Linked DNA regions of Zea mays: region 1 is linked to region 2. A link is a contact called in public Hi-C data. All regions are on one chromosome and are shown on one strand. The core of a region is the stretch at or near the end of the contact, and the rest is flanking DNA. Distances in the headings are between cores, read along the strand shown.

Region 1 (4,307 bases), core at 381-2,880, 150 kb after region 2:
GTTTAGGCTAATCGTGTTAAATGTGTATAGTTTGTTGTTTCGTGATGTTTGTGTTAGATTCGGTTAATCTAGAGAAGTGTAATCATTACGCTTAGTCGTATGTCGATAACTAGTGTTTTCGTATGAAATAGTGCAACGCCTCGCTGCTAGGTGTTTAATTCGCGGATATGTAGTAATATTTAGTCTCATACTATTCTTGTTTATATGCATTCATGTGCATTATGCAAATCATTTAGGTACGTTTGTTGACTACGTGATGCGGAGAACCAAAGCCAAGTCGACCCAAGGTGTCGTAAAGCACGACCTACTTCGAACAGTGATGCTGATGGACGAACCTAAAGATGGATAATCTGACGAATGCCAAGGCTAAAGATGGTCGCCAAGTGGACGTCACCTAACAAACAATAACCTAGTGTTCTTCCAGGTAAGCCCCAGTGCATGCAACCCCTTTCCTTGTGTTTTTAAATGATTTTTACACACTTTAAGTCTAGCAAAATGTGCATTAGGTTTATAGGAGTTGCTTGGAAACCTTTGATGCATTGCCTACCTTGATATCCATACCTTTATAGATACTTCTGATGAAGTATCAAAATATGATTTACAAAAATGCTTAGCTCTGCTTAGATCTTGTGGATAGAAGTTGTCTTTTGCAATAAGGCCTAGCTCAGGGGTTATCCTAAGGAAAGATGGCTTCTACCTGCAAGAATATTTTTCGTGGTGGGATCTTAATGCAAAGTTCCCTAGAGTACTCTCTTCATCCTAAGGAACTCATGGTTGAGTTGGAATCGGGACAATTATGCTTCTTTGGCCTACAATGATGAAATTACTGTTCTGCAATTACACATTACGCCAAACTAAATTTGGCATGGTATGAAGGTAAGATTGGTATTACTACAGTCGATTCACACATTATTCCAGACTCTGCAGGAACCATGGTGATGTTTGGCTCACCGAAATATAATGTAAATATATTACATGGGGTAATGGATACCGATACTTTTGTTTGGTTGAGCTCTTTTTTGTAATAGTAGGTACTACTGTCCAATCCAATTATATCTAATAACCATTACCGCCGGTAAGAGATCCCATTACCATTCCCTTAACAATGTCTGAGCCGAACAGCACCCATATTTCCCTCACAATGATACAGGTTTCCTTCTACACCGTAAATATGTGAAACTGACTAACCTCTGAACATTTACAGACCATTTTTAAGACTCATATGTACATAAATCTTCGAACAAGAGTAGATGGGTAATTAGCACCGCAGAGAAGTCATAATATTTAATCAAAATAACTGGATATGTGAGATTATATAATGATTATGCTACGCATTAATGAAAATTAATACAACATGATAAGTAAATCAGTGTGGGTACAGAGTAAAGTCTCGCAGCAGTCTCAAACTAGGCTCTTGACATAAACTTTAAATGCGCTAGAGCTAGTAGTTAGTTAGCTAAAGAATTGATAGTGAAATTAGCTAGCTAACTATTAACTAGTTTGCTAAAAGCAGTTAAAACCTGAACTACTGAATTATTAGGTAGATCGTTTGGATGCCTTTAGCTAATTTTAGCAGCTAACTATTAGCTTTAGTGTATTTAAACATGGTCTTAGTGGCACCTACGTGGTAGCCAGTCATGAGGCCTGCCATTTGGATAAGACAACCTATCTTATGCACATGGGTATGGCTGTGCACATATGCACATCTTCAATCCCATCCCTTCAATCAAGATCCAATGGCTGCTGTCGGTTTAACACTTTAATCCTCCCGCTGCTTTACGTGTGATACGAATTCTTTTTGCAAAACCCCCTTCTCCTTCCCCAAACAGCCGCACGCATGGGACTTTTTGTCTTCTCGTAGAAGCCTCACGATTGGGCCTACCGCCTACGCCGACGCTTTGCAGGTGCCCTCGCGGAACATCGTTGCCGCCGCCGTCGAGGCATACATCCGTCATCGTCACATGCTAGGGCTAACACCCATGTCGTCTATGTCTACAGGTGCCCTCGCCGAATGTCGTTGCTGTCGCAGCCGCCACCTGCTGGTCACCACGTTCAAGGACTGCTGCAACATGGCAGCGCTGCCACCAGCATGCTCCAGCTGTGGTGGTTTGACGGAGCTTCTCAACGCCATGGACGCGCAATGGGTAGCCGGCCCTAGCAGCAGCGTGGACGCTATAGACTCTGTTCTCTTTCAACCCACTGCTTTTGTTGCAACCGGTGCACACATGCAACCTGGCCTTCTCGTTCATGGTCCTGTTAAAGCTTCGCATCATGTTGATTCTTGTGAAGAATTCAATACACCTAAAAATATCCAATCAGTTTAACATCGATGACCATTTTTTTGTCCCTCGTTCAATCAATTCAACATTCATACACAATTGTCTTGCTCCAGGTTTGAATCAAAATTCATCTTATGACCTTGAACTCCAGATTTGAATCCAAATTTAGGTTACAGAAACTGAAGCTGGGCAGCTGGCCGAGGTGCTGCGCCAGTCTGGACCTCTAGACAATGGCGACATCGGTGGGGAACCGACATTCAGCGAGTTCTTTGGCGGAAGTCGGCAAGAACGGAGGCGTTGACTGGGTGCGGTGCAAGGACCATGTCAGCTGTCGGGTTCCAGAAGTCTCGTGCAGCTGTTTGGAGGAAGGGATGGAGAAAGGGGGCTTTGCAAAAAAGGATTCTTATCACAGAGGAAGCCACAGGAGGGTTAAAATGTTAAAACGACAGTAGCCACTGGATCTTGATTGAAGGGATGGGATTAAAGATGTGCATACGTGCACAGCCATACCCATATGCATAAGATACGTTGCCTTTGGAGAACTGGTCTCAGCACAATATGCAGCCTGTCAATAACCCTTATCTCTATACAATATCGATATCACAATAAAATTAAATGTTATAAATGCCTAATTAAGTCCTCATCGTCATCCAGAAGTTCAATGATAGATTAAGGCAAGTGAGCCAAATGATGCTGAGGAGTGAGTGAAGCACATATTGAGACTTCAGCCATGCTAGCTCGCAGTTGCAAGTCTGTAGGACAGACAAGTAGAGTTTCTACTTGGAGCCTCAACGTGTGGTGTCATCCTTAACATCTGTAATAATCTTGAGAAGGTCAACTGGAGTTGCAGCAGGGTCCAGCTCATGGCAACCTTTTGGAGCATTATTTCTTTCCTCACCAGTGAGCAGGCAAGAAGGAACCCGATGAGAGAAGCGGAAAAGCTCTTCCTTCGGTATTCTTCTGACCACACTGGAGCCCGTGAGCCTGTGGAAAACTGCCCTGAAACCAGCTACCTTCAACAATGGGACAACAGTCACACCTTGCTCTTCAGTGAAATCATCGATCACTTCTACTATCTCATATTTATATATCACATCATCTGGTGTAAGTTCATTCCAATCAGGAGACCAGTTCCGGTACACAGCCCATGTATCGCCTTTTTGGGGAATAATCCTGATAATTCCCCGAGGACCTTTACTCCAGCAAACTCTGTGGGAAAAGATGTTGACTGTTTCAGTAATCTGGTATCTTCCAATCCTAAAATCACCACATGTCTTCGTAAAACCTGATGCGATCCAATTTATTGGTGCCAGTTCATTGTTGGACTTAGAATTGAGGAAGCTCATTCGTATCCTGAAAGGTTTCATTGAAATAGCTTTCTGTACCATTGCATATAGGCGAGGCATACCATCTTCACTATCATATGTAGCCCAGATCTGGTCATTGCCAAAGGCTCTTTCTGTTCGATCTTTATCAAAATCATGGAAATCTGGGTCAGGGACATCAATGGACATAGGTACACGCATCTGTTCTGGATTCATTACATCAGTCACAGGGATCTCGGTATCTGCATCTTTTGAAATGCATTTCTTGCATTTATTGGTTGGATTGTCAGAGAGAATGCCATTAGCCTTAATATTGTTTTGAATATGCTTCTCTCTTCTATCTGATTTCCTTTTCTCGACAAACTGGCTAGATGTCAAAATATTCCAGACTTGTAGTTTTTCACGAACTTCTGCTTTGGCTTTCTCAAGAAGAAGACCACGGGTGTCAAGTTGGAAGATCTCCCTCAAGACATTAGCTTTTCTTGCATTCACTGCAGACCTGAACTTCTCCCCTGATGTACCATTAAATCTTCCTCCATCGGCAATCCCAGACATACCTGCAGTTGCAGCCAGATTCTGACCATTAACTTCCACAGATGCACAGCCATTACTGAAATTCTGCCTCCTTTTTGAATGTCGTCCACGCCCTGATGGATACTCATTGCTCTTGCCACTTGAAATATAATTGTATATGTAGTTTTCT
Region 2 (4,193 bases), core at 1,245-3,744:
TTGTCCAAAGATGGGCTTCCAAACACACAAATAGATAAAACCAAGGAAAATATCCAGGTGGGCTTTATCCCCAGAGAAAAGGCCGGAAAACTGGTGGGATTTTGGGCTGCCAAACCAGCCCTTAAAAATATTTTTAATATAAATAATAAATAAAATAATTTATCTAAATGTCTTCTAAAGTCTTACAACTCCACTATTTTATGGAACACCTAATGGCCTGCTCCACCAACCACACCAAATTTTCTAGAGCTATAGGTATCAAACAGGACCTATATTTGGCAAAAGAAGACCAATTCAGAACCGGTGCATAACAATGCTTATTACCTTATTTATATGTAGTAAAAGGCACTTACATGATGGCTTCTGAAACATATGCCAACACGAAAACAACATACTACACACAGGGTTGGATGCTACTTAAGATTACCATAACAGAGTACCATCACATTGATAAAAACATATCACACTTGTACTAGCTCATGCATGTCAAAGATAGGCAGGTAGGCAGTGCTTGCTGAACTTTAGATCAATACACAGTCCTGCCATCACCATCCAGGATCATATCCTTGAAAGCCCCACCACTAGGGATCATAGGCAACACATGCTCCTGGTGCGGGACGATTATATCCAAGAGGTACGGCCCTGGAGCCTCAAGCATCTTCTTGATTGCTGCATGGACTTCGCTCTTCTTTGTCACACGGACTGCTGGAATGTTGAACCCTTTGGCAATTGCCACAAAATCTGGATATATCTCACTTTCGTTCTCTGGGTTTCCCAAGAATGTGTGTGCTCTATTGGCCTTATAGAACCTGTCCTCCCACTGCACCACCATCCCGAGGTGCTGGTTGTTTAGCACAAAGACCTTGACTGGGAGGTTCTCAATACGGATCATAGCTAGCTCCTGAATGTTCATGAGGAAGCTACCATCTCCGTCGATGTCAACAACAGTGACACCTGGGTTGGCCACAGCAGCACCAGCAGCAGCCGGCAAACCAAATCCCATAGCCCCAAGACCAGCTGAAGACAGCCACTGCCTTGGCCGCTTGTAAGTGTAATACTGTGCCGCCCACATCTGGTGCTGCCCAACACCTGTGGCAATGATGGCCTTCCCCTTCGTCAACTCATCAAGAACCTGAATAGCATATTGTGGCTGGATTTCCTCATTGAAGATTTTATACCCAAGGGGAAACTCCCGCTTTTGCTGATCCAATTCATCATGCCATGAGCCGAAGTCAAAGCTCTTCTTTGATGTGCTTCCTTCCAGAAGAGTATTCATGCCCTGCAAAGCAAGCTTAACATCTGCACAGATGGACACATGTGGCTGCTTGTTCTTGCCAATCTCAGCAGGATCAATATCAATGTGCACAATCTTAGCTCTGCCTGCAAAAGCCTCAATTTTCCCTGTCACACGATCATCAAACCGCACACCAAATGCAAGCAACAGATCGGCCTTATCCACTGCATAATTTGCATACACTGTGCCATGCATACCAAGCATGCGCAGTGACAGTGGGTCGTCGCTGGGGAAGTTGCCAAGGCCCATAAGAGTAGTTGTGACTGGGATTCCAGTCAACTCCACAAAGCGGCACAACTCCTCACCTGATGCTGCACAGCCACCGCCAACATAAAGAACAGGGCGCCGTGATTCACCAACAAGACGCAGCACCTGCTCAAGAAATTCAGTCGCGGGAGGCTTGGGAAGGCGCGCGATGTACCCAGGCAGACTCATGGGCGTGTCCCAGGCCGGCACCGCCATCTGCTGCTGGATGTCCTTGGGGATGTCAACAAGCACCGGCCCCGGGCGACCAGAGGATGCGAGGAAGAAGGCCTCCTGCACGACGCGGGGGATGTCGTCGACGTCGAGGACCAGGTAGTTGTGCTTGGTGATGGAGCGGGTGACCTCGACGATGGGCGTCTCCTGAAAGGCGTCGGTGCCAATCATGCGTCGCGGCACCTGTCCCGTGATGGCGACAATGGGGACGGAGTCGAGCAACGCGTCTGCGAGCGCAGAGACTAGGTTGGTGGCGCCGGGGCCGGAGGTGGCGATGCAGACGCCAACGCGGCCCGAGGAGCGCGCGTAGCCGGAGGCGGCGAAGGCCTCCCCTTGTTCGTGGCGGAAGAGGTGGTTGGCGATGACGGGGGAGCGGGTGAGTGCCTGGTGGATCTCCATGGATGCGCCGCCGGGGTAGGCGAAGACGTCACGGACGCCACAGCGCTCGAGAGCCTCGACGAGGATGTCGGAGCCCTTGCGGGGCTCGTTGGGGCCCCACGGACGTAGCGGAGTGGCCGGGGGAGCCGTCGGCGTGGCGCGTGACAACGCTGAGCACCTGATGGGCGCGGCGAGGGCGCGCCGGGTGGCCAAGTGGTGGGCTCGGCGCCTCGACTTGGGCGTAGCGGTAGTGGCGCCGGTGAGCGCGGCGGCCGCGGTGGCGGCGGTGGCCATGGTTGCGGGCGGCTGTCTCGGAGGCGGCGCGAGGGCTTGGGGAGGGTGGCACCTGGCACGGAGTGGGATTGTGGGAAAGGGGGCTACGCGGGGCGCCTCCCCTACTTTTGTTCAGAGATGTGTGGTTCAGATGGGAATGGGACTCGCAAACCGACGTCGAAATGTCCGTTGCCCGAATCCGTACATAATACACAAAGGTACGTGAGCGTTTCCACTGCACGTTGGTACACGACAGAGTGCGTGGAAGAGATTTACGGTCTCTTTGGATTTACGGTGGTTTAGCGGTGCACTTTTAGTTAAACTTTATCATTTAAAAATATAAACAACAGTACTAAAATATGCTAAAAATAATTTTTATTAGTAGTTTAGTTTCTCTAGATCATCTCCAGCAGCTCCTAAATCATATTTCAAAACAATAATTAGGGATAAAGGTGAAAAAATTAAGACCAACCGCTTCTGATCCGTTCTCTCAATTTATTCGGTGTCCTAAAAGCTGACCTTCAAGGTATATATTTAGGGACGAGCCACCACAACCCTATCTGGATTTCTTTCTCGCGCCCTAAAACTCTAGGCCATGCAAGTCATAAGTCCAAATGCACGAGGATGCGGTAGGCGCCATGCAAGTTTTTTTTGGGAGATCTTCACTTACTAGGTGTTAGAGAATGGTCTTTTAGATCTGAAATATTGTTAGATAGGTCCAAATGTAAAGATATTAAGAGCTAATAAATTCGGAGCTGTTAAATATGATCTAAGGCTCTATCTAAATGTGTTATAACTAATAGTTAGCTAGATAAAAAGTTACTAGTAAAATTAGCTAGCTAGGACCGTGTCCAAGAGGTAACCCTATTAGTCACCTCATCTGATATCTAAGAATGAACTAAAACAGAGTAACACAAATAATGATGAAAAACCTTCATTCCTTTATTTTATCCATCCAAAGGATAGATTAAAAGATGATCCTAAGAATAAAAGACTTGAGTCAAACACAATTCTTCAAAGGGCATACTGCTTCTCCTCGATCACAATCTATTACAGAAGTACCTTCGTAGGTAGAAGCAGCGGTACTAAAATAAGATATCGCAACTTCAAAGGTGGAGTGATTCTCATCTTCATATACAATTACAAATACAAATATACCCTCAGTTCCTATACATATGAATTATAAATCTTGTAGGGATAACATCGTCTTTCTCCCTTGTAAACGTGTTGGCTAGGATTCTAAACCTTCTTCTCTACCTTCGTATGTTTTCTGTTGCATGTCGTAGTTATGAAGTTGAAGCTCTTCAGCTTTGTTCTTGTACATGCACTCCTTCGGACGAAGATTACAAACAAAGGATGATTTCATAGCTGCTTCGAAATACCTAAAATGTGCTTGAAAACAATTGGTAACTGAAAGGAAAATAGGGTCAAACCTTTTCCTAAATGTTTTTGGTGGTTGAAATGCCCAACACAAATAAATGGACTAAGTAGTTTGCTCTAGATTATATATTCTACAGGTGCTAAAGGTTCAACACAAACCAATAAAAAGATCCAAGTTAGGGTTCAAAAGAAAGTAGCAAAAGAAACCGAAGAGAACCCTAGTCTGGCGCACCAGACTGTCCGGTGCCCAGGGCCGCACGACTTCAAACTTGCCACCTTCGGGTTTCTGGAAGAGCCGCTCTGCTATAATTCACCGGACTATCCGGTGCACCAAGCGGAGCAACGGCTAACAGCGCAACGGTCGTCTGCAAAAGTGTGAACAGTGCGTAAA

What was found. A called contact is a pair of places that touch in the nucleus more often than the background predicts.
Region 1: a contact with region 2 is called in a Hi-C map of leaf, with 5 times the contacts expected there. The contact joins the enhancer-like site here to the promoter of LOC100274341 in region 2. A contact is called at or near these places in 4 of 25 Hi-C or Micro-C datasets (ear, endosperm, leaf and 1 more).

Annotation. Positions count from the first base shown.
Region 1 is chr4:100,513,976-100,518,282 of Zm-B73-REFERENCE-NAM-5.0, forward strand. It overlaps the pseudogene LOC103653574. Among protein-coding and RNA genes, the nearest start is that of LOC103655445, 64 kb to the right of the region's middle. Within about 2 kb of position 1,631, at least 16 of the 20 cell types and tissues checked have an H3K27ac peak or open chromatin away from gene starts, as enhancers often do. A contact at or near this core is called in endosperm, leaf and tassel, where this site is marked.
Region 2 is chr4:100,358,454-100,362,646 of Zm-B73-REFERENCE-NAM-5.0, forward strand. LOC100274341 (Acetolactate synthase 2, chloroplastic) reads right to left here and starts at 2,495. Exons shown (of 1, transcript NM_001148702.2): 1 at 307-2,495. The coding sequence starts at 2,443. The coding sequence ends at 527. It overlaps LOC103653549 (putative nuclease HARBI1), which reads right to left and starts at 6. Exons shown (of 3, transcript XM_008680424.4): 1 at 1-6.